Regions from separate parts of the Pan troglodytes genome. Here regions 1 and 3 are each linked to region 2. A link is a contact called in public Hi-C data. All regions are on one chromosome and are shown on one strand. The core of a region is the stretch at or near the end of the contact, and the rest is flanking DNA. Distances in the headings are between cores, read along the strand shown. Region 1 has its middle 87 kb from the start of SLC44A1. Region 2 overlaps SLC44A1 (solute carrier family 44 member 1). Region 3 has its middle 40 kb from the start of ABCA1.

Evidence for each region. Hi-C and Micro-C count contacts between places; a contact is called where the count stands out from the background.
Region 1: a contact with region 2 is called in a Hi-C map of stem cell-derived neural progenitor cells, with 6 times the contacts expected there. The contact joins two enhancer-like sites. A contact is called at or near these places in 5 of 7 Hi-C or Micro-C datasets (blood, induced pluripotent stem cells, a lymphoblastoid cell line and 1 more) and 1 of 1 other capture datasets (stem cell-derived neural stem cells).
Region 3: a Hi-C map of stem cell-derived neural progenitor cells shows a contact between it and region 2, with 2.4 times the contacts expected there. The contact joins two enhancer-like sites. A contact is called at or near these places in 1 of 7 Hi-C or Micro-C datasets (stem cell-derived neural progenitor cells) and 1 of 1 datasets of contacts at active chromatin or transcription factors (stem cell-derived excitatory neurons).

The regions. Positions count from the first base shown.
Region 1 is chr11:33,271,140-33,274,354 of NHGRI_mPanTro3-v2.0_pri, forward strand. No RefSeq gene overlaps it. Among named protein-coding and RNA genes, the nearest start is that of SLC44A1, 87 kb to the left of the region's middle. Within about 2 kb of position 1,557, at least 12 of the 24 cell types and tissues checked have an H3K27ac peak or open chromatin away from gene starts, as enhancers often do. A contact at or near this core is called in stem cell-derived neural progenitor cells, where this site is marked.
Region 2 is chr11:33,013,672-33,016,489 of NHGRI_mPanTro3-v2.0_pri, forward strand. The region is part of intron 15 of SLC44A1 (solute carrier family 44 member 1); the gene reads right to left. Among named protein-coding and RNA genes, the nearest start is that of FSD1L, 28 kb to the left of the region's middle. Within about 2 kb of position 1,545, at least 7 of the 24 cell types and tissues checked have an H3K27ac peak or open chromatin away from gene starts, as enhancers often do. A contact at or near this core is called in stem cell-derived neural progenitor cells, where this site is marked.
Region 3 is chr11:33,466,193-33,469,273 of NHGRI_mPanTro3-v2.0_pri, forward strand. No RefSeq gene overlaps it. Among named protein-coding and RNA genes, the nearest start is that of ABCA1, 40 kb to the right of the region's middle. Within about 2 kb of position 1,324, at least 23 of the 24 cell types and tissues checked have an H3K27ac peak or open chromatin away from gene starts, as enhancers often do. A contact at or near this core is called in stem cell-derived neural progenitor cells, where this site is marked.

The DNA of each region.
Region 1 (3,215 bases), core at 307-2,806, 260 kb after region 2:
TGAAAAGGTGGGCCAATATCAAAAGGTCCTACAGATGCCAGTCACTTAGATTTGTATTCTCTAATCTTGTCCATGAAGTTTCTACACAGGATCAATTTCCTTATTAAATGTCACTGCTGTTATCACCAATGTTCTTGGGAAAATGGACTGAAACTGCTGACAGAAGCACAGAGGAGACCCCAAAGAGCCTCTAAAGAATCATAGTGGGTGGGGCACAATGGCTCATGCCTGTAATCACAGCACTTTGGGAGGCAGGCTCACGCCTGTAATCACAGCACTTTGGGAGGCAGAAGCGGGCAGATCACCTGAGATCAGGAGTTCAAGACCAGCCTGGTCAACATGGCGAAACCCCATCTCTACTAAACGTATAAAAATTCGCTGGGCATGGTGGCAGATGCTTGTAATCCCAGCTACTCGGAAGGCTGAGGCAGGAGAATCACTTGAACCTGGGAGGTGGAGGTTGCAGTGAGCCGAGATCATGCCATTGCACTCTAGCTTGGGCAACCAAGAGTGAAACTCCGCCTCAAAAAAACAAAACAAGAAAGAAAAGAAAAGAAAAGAAAAGAAAAGAAAAGAAAAAAAAGAATCACGGTGATTCTATGTTTCTTGCATAGAACCTCTGGGGTCCCAAGTGGCCATGGAGGCCACAGTTCTACTTCCGGCCCTAGCCCCGCCCCTACCCGCCTACCCACCATCGCAATGCATGATGGGCCACCACTTCACTTGGGCCACATCCACGGGACCCGAAGCTTCTTCCAGGTGGTGTGTGGCTGCCCCGAATGCGCTTTGAGAACATCCATTCCTTCCCCAATTTATATTGGGGGAATCAATAGTTTTTGTGCCTATCACCTCGTGTAATCACAAAGATTTGTGCATAAAAGTTATGCCAGGCCGTGCACGGTGGCTCAAGCCTGTAATCCCAGCACTTTGGGAGGCCTAGGCGAGTTGGATCACCTGGGATCAGGAGTTCCAGAGCAGTCTGACCAATATGGAGAAACCCCGTCTCTACTAAAAATATAAAAATTAGCCAGGTGTGGTGATGTGCACCTGTAGTCTCAGCTACTCTGGAGGCTGAGACAGGAGAATTGCTTGAACCCAGGAGGCGGAGGTTGCAGTGAGCCAAAAGCGCGCCACTGTACTCTAGCCTGGGCGACAGAACGAGACTCTGTCTCAAAAATAAATAAATAAAAATAAAAAAGTTATCCCATTTCAGGGTAAGGGGATCACTGTATTTATTCCTATTTTTAAGTCCAGTGGAAGTTAGGAATGAAATTGCCCAATGTGAGCCATGCCTTTTTAGTCTCGTAATTTGTTTCTCCCTGGAAGTCCTTAGCAACAGGCAGGAGACAGCAAAGTTCCCAGTGCACTGTGCTGAGTGGCAGAGGGTAGACCTGGCTCCATAGGAAGTCTGTCAGCCACAGACTGAACAGCTCCGTGGCTTTTGACCATATTTGCAGTGTCTCCCAGAGTTGTGAGCAGAAGCAGAGAGAGGATGCTGTGCACCAAGCGCTTGTAGGATCAGGCTTGCCCTGGCAGTCAGGCCATGGCTCTGGTGTCCAGATAATGGAGGGCAGGCCTCTCTGCTGTTGTAGCCGGGCTAAGCAAGTATGTTAATCTTCCTTTGTCACTAGGTGGCAGAATATAATTAAGATGTCAGAATTTCTTCCATAACATTGGAAGGCGTTTCTAGTTCCTTCTTAATGACCTCCTTCATTACTTTGCAGTATTTGCTAATGCCATTTAGGACTGAGGCAATGAAATAAAATTTCCTTCTGCAAACATTTTCTATATTTATCCAGGATTCTACTTTTTTCATTTAACTGGCTTGCCTCTTAGGGAGAAGCATCCTTAACATAAAGTACATTCTCTTCCTAATGGCTACTGTTTGGACAATCCAAACTTCTTATTTTTATATATTATTTTGTTACTCTTTGTGGGGTAGAAATAAATACTCTCCTGTCACATGTAAAATTTCAAATAGGTTTATTATAATGCATAATGTGATAATCCATTTTATAAATTAAAAATACATGAGTCCACATTGATAATAAACAGCTTTATTGATTTTCCTAACTATAAAGGCAATAGACGCTCATTTAAAAAATTCTGAAAATACAGAAAAGTATAAAAAAGAAAAAATAATAACCAGTAATCCCACTATTCAAAGAGACCAAGCAGAAGGATGATAGAGTACCCCTGAATAATTGATCTTATCAAGTTGATGAAGCAAAATTCTAAAAAAAACACATGGGTAAATATATGCCTCATAAAATATAATCCTGGGCTACCTGAAGGCCTGGGTCAGCACTTAACGCTTTTTTTTTTTTTTTTTTTTTCAGATGGAGTCTCACTCTGTTGCCCAGGCTGGAGTGCAGTGGTATGATCTTGGCCCACTGCAACCTCTGCCTCCCGGGTTCAAGCGATTCTCCTGCCTCAGCCTCCCGAGTAGCTGGGATTACAGGCATGAGCCACCACACCCAGCTAATTTTTGTATTTTTAGTAGAGACAGAGTTTCACCACGTTGGCCAGGCTGGTCTCAAACTCCTGACCTCAGGTGATCTGCCCACCTCGGCCTCCCAAAGTGCTGGGATTATAGGCGTGAGCCACTGGGCCCCGCGAAAACTATTTTTTATTGACATTTTATTATGAAAAATGTAAAGCATATACAAAAAAGTAGGAAGAACTTTATAACAAACCTGATGTATCCACACCCAGCTTCAAAAATCATCAATACATGGCGAATCTTGTTTCATCAATGCATGCTGACTTTTCTCCTCTCTAGTCTAGATGATGTTGATGATGATGATGATTACTGTTATTATTTGAGATAGGGTCTCACTCTGTCTCCCAGGCTGGAGTGCAGTGGTACGATCATGGCTTGCTGCAGCCTCGACCTCACCAGGCTCAAGCCATCCTCCCACCTCAGCCTCCTGAGTAGTGGGACTACAGGCAGATGCCACTACACTTGGCTCATTTTTAAATTTTTCCTAGAGACAGGCTCTCACAGCGTTTCCCTGGTCTGGCCTCAAGCAATCCTCTCTCCTTGACCTCCCAAGGTGATGGGGTTACAGGTGTGAGCTATCGTGCCTGGCCCTGGGCTAGATTATTTTGAAAGAAATCCCAGACATTGTTTCTCTTAACTTATACATATTTTATCTGTATTTCTAAAATAAGTTCTATAGAATCTGTGCAGTTTTGATGATTAACACATTAAA
Region 2 (2,818 bases), core at 295-2,794:
TTGAGAAACACTGATTTCTCAAAACTGTGGGCTTTGAGAAATCTTTGAACTGTGGGCTGTTCAAAATCATCTACTCAGGAACAATCAGGCTGCCAAAGGATTCATTTGTTGATTCACTCAATAAACCTCTATTGTGCCCTTAATAACTCCCCAGTTACCCTTGGCTACCTTCACAAAGTTGTGCAGCTCATCCTCCTATCTCAGGCTTGGGATCAACCATAGAACCCAGTAAAGTCTTGACCTTTCCTTTCTTATGTTTGATGGGTGAGTATCCCACCAAAGAACCTGGCTTCCACTCTGAGAGGAAAAAAAAATCTCCTTTTCTCATCAAGAGCATTCATATATTTACAGAAACTCTGCCAATAAATAGATACCTAATGGTTATTTATGGGACATAAACATTCCAAAGTGGTGAAAATGCATCTTATTCCTATGGTTTTTTTTTTCTTTTTTGTTCTAGCAGGGTCTCGCCATGTTGCCCAGGCTGGAGTGCAGTGGCTATTCACAGGTGTGTTCATCACGTACTACAGCCTAGAACTCCTGGGCTCAAGAGATCTTCCTGCCTTAGCCTTTTGAGTAGCTGGCACTACAGTTGTGCACCACGGTGCCCAGACTACTATGATTTTAAACACAGATAAAAATAATAAATCTATTACTATCTAAAAATTAAAATGCTGCTATGTTTTACGGCAATATTAACTTTGTAAATCCAAGATAAATAAAAATTCTAGTCGTAAAAAAAGGGATAAATTAGATTGCTACAAATAAATTACAACAAAAATTTCATTAGAAACTTAAAATTGCTATAACATGTTTACCCAGGGGGTGCTGAGGGAGCATGCATTCTTAGGAACTTTAATGAAAATCATGGATCCAAATGCAGACTACAGCTAAAAAACACTAACTGTCGGCTGGGCGTGGTGGCTCACGCCTATAATCTCAGCACTTTGGGAGGCCGAGGCGGGCGGATCACGAGATCAGGAGATAGAGACCATCCTGGCTAACACAGTGAAACCCCATCTCTACTACAAAAAGTTAGCCAGGCATGGTGGGTGTGCCTGTAATCCCAGCTACTTGGGAGGCTGAGGCAGGAGAATTGCTCGAACCCGGGAGGCAGAGGTTGCCGTGAGCCAAGATCGTGCCACTGCACTCCAGCCTGGGTGACAGAGCAAGACTCTGTCTCAAAAAAACAAAAATACAAAAAAAAAAACCCAAACACTAACTGTCCAGGGAAAGCTTAGCATGCCCTGAGTCCATCTATTTTTTTTTTTTTTAACTTTCTGACTCTTAGAAAAATTTTTGCACTAGAATAGACTTTAAAGGTCATTGAATTAGCCTTTCACTCTGTGCTCAATACTGCTTTACAACATCCCAGCTGCAAAAGTACCACCCAGCCTCTACACACATTCCTTCGTAGTCAGGGGGATCACGTCTTCTCCTGGGGTTAAGTCCATCTTGGTAGTGTTCCAGTTTTTAGGAAGTCTTCCTCACATTCTGTCTGATAGGCAGGAAAAGCCAGTGACTCCACTAGGTGGCCTTTCCCCTCCTAGGACTTAGCACAGTGCCTGGATTAGGACTGCATCTCAGCTGCATTTAACAGAAACCTATTATAGTGGCTTAAACAAGAAAGGGATTCATTCTTCTCACGTAACAGTAAGCCCAGAAGACAGCAAGCCCAACTGTGGAGAAATCAGGCAAGAATGCTTTCTGGGAACCAGGCTCCTTCTATCTTTTGGTTCTGCCATCTTTGGTCTGTGGTTCTGTTGGTGTTTGTAATATGTCTTTTGTTCTTTCGAGTAGGATCACATCTGCATTCCAGACAGGCCAGAGAAGGGGAAAACCAGGAAGATGGGTGGCACCTATATCGGGAAGGCGAAATTTTCTTGGAAATTGCCAGTATTCTTCAGCTTATATCTCATTGGGCAGAACTATGTCATACGGCCACTTCAAGCTTCAGGGAAGTATGGAAAGGTGAGTATTTTAGTAAGGCATTTTGCTAACCAGAATGATATCTGGGTTATATTCATGAAAAAGATGGGCAGAAGAGCAATAGCAGGGCAATCAGCACTCACTGCCACAGCCTGATAGTAATAGGTGATTAACATATGTTAACTGACTGATGAAACAGAAGTCTTTTTCCAACCATTAGAACCCTTTAGGGGCTCAGGACATGACTATAGACACCATTTCTTCTACAACATCCCTTTAGATATTTGAATATAGTAATCATTGCTTTTCCCTTTCTCTACCCCAAGATGTCTCTTTTCCCAGTAGATATCTTCTCTAGGCTTGTCTCTGAAAACACTCTCATTCGTTTATATTCCAGGTGTGGATTGACCTATAAAAAGTAATGCAGAGTAGGCAGGGCGCGGTGACTCATGCCTGTAATCCTAGCACTTTGGGAGGCTGAGGCGGGTGGATCATCTGAGGTCAGGAGTTTGAGATCAGCCTGGCCAACATGGTGAAAACCCGTCTCTACTAAAAATACAAAAAAATTAGCCGGGCGTGGTGGCAGGTGTCTGTAATCCCAGCTACTCGGGAGGCTGAGGCAGGAGAATCGCTAGAACCCAGGGGGCAGAGGTTGCAGTGAGCTGAGATGGTGCCACTGCACTCCAGCCTGGGTGACAGAGTGAGACTCCATCTCAAAAAAAAAAAAAAAAAAAAAAAAGGAATGCAGTCATTTCCTTTCTCCTGCTGTATATCACGTGGTCGCTATTATCAAATAGCTACCACAAAAGCACATATTGTGCCCAGACCTTGGTTTCCAAATACCAGTTTCCATTAAAAGGAACCAGGGCTTTGAAGACTTGGCTGATTA
Region 3 (3,081 bases), core at 74-2,573, 450 kb after region 2:
GGGTGGCTCGTGTCTGTAATTCCAGAACTTTGGGACGTTGAAGCAGGAGGATCACTTGAGCCCAGAAGTTTGAAATCAGCCTGAGTAACATTGTGAGACCTCCTCTAAATTTTTTTTTTTTTTTTTAATTAGCTGGGCATGGTGCCGCCTGTACTTCCAGCTACTCCAGAGGCTGAGGTGGGAGAAGGATCGCTTGAGCCCAGGAGTCTGAACTTGCAGTGAGCTATGATCGCACCACTGCACTTCAACCTGGGTGACAGAGGGAGACCCTGTCTCAAAGAAATAAAGAAAGAAAAGAAAAAAAAAACAGGCAAACAAGCAATCATATAACAAAGTGTGGCTAATACTATCCTTTGGGAAATACAGAATACTTGATAGGACAGCCTGGTCTCCTTGGGGGAAAGGAACCTTTTAACTTAAGATCTGATGTACATCCTTTCCAGGGCCCAGCACAAAGTATGTGCTCAATGTGAAACATTACCCTGGGCAAAATCCTCAGGGCGTGCTGGAGAGGTCACTCGCTAAGGGGCAATTGTTAGTCAATTTAAGAGTGGTTGTGGTGAGCCAAGGGCCCAGGGCCTGAGCATTCCGAAAGCCAGCTAGCGTCAGGTGCAGCTGGTCACCTCCTTCAGCTCTTTCTGACACATTTGTGAAGTGGTAGGGAAAACAATAGACTTAGAACTCCTGTAGGGTTCAGTCCCAGGGTTCTGCCACTGATTACATTCGTGTGTTCTCACTTGTCCTTTTGTATAATGATGCCACCTTCCAGAGCAAAGGAATCTATGAAAGCCTGTTGCAAATGTAAGGACATGGAATCTATTTATCTAATCTATCGCCTGGCTGTCTCAACTTGCAGGGGAAGAAGAGGGCAGGGTAAACAATAAGTTTAGGAGAACTGGCAGGGGCACTGCCTTGTAGGGCCTGTGCCTCAAGCCTTTTGTTGTCTCGCATGATCTGGATTTGGCAAGGAGGGGGCAGCTTGAATTCCAGGCGGGCTAAAAGGCCTTGGCTGAGGTCTAACGGATTTCACAACACAGTATGGAAAGGCTTCCCACGAAGCGATCGGGGTGGGGGATGGGGAAAGCTGCAATTCTGCAAACTGGGAAAGGGTAGGAGGTGGGAGGTTCCCGAAAGCCAGGATGGAGTAGCGATTAAAACCCTTGATTACTGACACTACCCAGCACCCCCAACCGACCCCCTTCAAATCTCTGCCTTAACAACCGCAGCCTACAGGCAGTGTTATCACAAACTTGAACCGCAGGCCCTACCTATGAGCCCAGTCAGCCCTAAGGCAGCAGCCAGCCCCTGAGTGGCACGGGAGGAGCGGCCCCCACCTCCGGCAGCCGCGCATGCGCGCCGCTTACTCTGCGTTCCAACACCTCTAACACTCATCAACGGCGCCCCGATCCGCAGATTAAAGGAGCCTTCTCCCCTTTTACCCCCGGCTGTGCCCCATGCTCAATACACAGCAACTCCAGAGTCCATAGGCAGCTGTGCGGCGGTGGGGGCAGAAGGAAACGAGTCAAGAAGCTCGCGGGCCCGGCCCGAAACTACAACTCCCAGCAGACCCCGCGACGCCCCGCCTTCTTGTGGGCGGGTCGAGGGTACCCAGCAGCTTAAAGCGGCGAGATCGCGACGTGTGTGGAAGGCTGGGTGCGTGGTCTGCGCTCTGTGATCCGGCGCTGGGAGGGTGGAGAGAGCGGTGGCATCTTTCTGTCTTGCCTGTTGTACCTGAACTAGCAAACAGCACAGTTGAAATAACCTCTGAGCGCATTTAGAGGCGTCTCTCAGGTTCAGCAACTTGTTGCCCCTACTTCACAAATTCTGCATTGTTGGTTTAGCAAATGAGAACCTGAAAAATCGCCTGTATGTTAAATTTCTTCTTCTTTCTTTCTTTTTTCTTTTTTTTTTTTTTTTTGAGACGGAGTCTCACCCTGTTGCCCAGGCTGGAGTGCAGTGGCGCGATCTCGGCTCACCGCAACCTCTGCCTCCCAGGCTCAAGAGAGTCTCCTGCTTCAGCCTCCCATGTAGCTGGTATTTCAGGCGCGTGCCACTACCACCCAGCTAATTTTTGTATTTTTAGTAGAGACTGGGTTTCACCATGTCAGCAAGGCTGGTCTTGAACTCCTGACCTCAGATGATCCACCCACCTTGAGCTCCCAAAGTGCAGGGATTACAGGTGTGAGCCACCGCGCCCGGCTAAATTTCTGTGAAAATAAATTATTTTCCCTACCATGTCCAAGCAACCCTATTTTTTTTCCTAGTTTGCAGGTGTCAGTGGTTGATGTTTACTATCACTTATTTTCCCTAAAGATTCAACACACAAAAAAGAGGGGAGTCTGTTTAAAGAAATTCTGCAGTGAATCATCCTGAAAACGTAAAAACTTGTTTTGATAAGTTTTATACTTTAATTTTCTAACTTTTGTAATGAAGTGTCTTTAAAATGCAGCACACTTGAAATCCTTTTTTAAAGTGCAGAGTTAAGTGGTATCCTAATTTTTGAATAGGACGCAGAGAAGTTTAAAGAGGTTTAAGATCTACTCTTTGCTTCTTGCTAACGATGCAAAACGATGGTTCTTAGAGGGCACGAGGGATAGCTACCTTCTAGAATAGTGCTATTGGTCTGCACGACTGTAGTGGGTTTCTTGAACGGTGTAGTTTAGACTGTGATTTCTTACAGCCGCTAATGAACATCCTCCACATGCTAACGATGAACTCCTTTTGTTTTTGTTTGTTTGTTTTTTCCAAACAAATACAATTTAAGGGCCTCCATGGGAGTCATTTGGGAACTTAAATGCAGAATGGTTTAGAGTTGGATTTTTTCTTTGTTTTTGGAGTTAGCTTCAGCCTGCTGTTTTATGACCATGTGTGTGTTCACTCTCTTTAGTGTGGCATTTATGGATAACATGAAATTGGCGAACCTGGCCAAAAGTTAACAAGATACATAATTTTTTATTTGTTCTTTGTGTGGGGCAGCCCAGCAATAGGCATACTGAAAAATTGAAATAATAGTTGATGTATAGTGATTTTGATCACTAGAGCAGCTATTGTGTTCTGAACAAACCCCCCATACACTGTGAA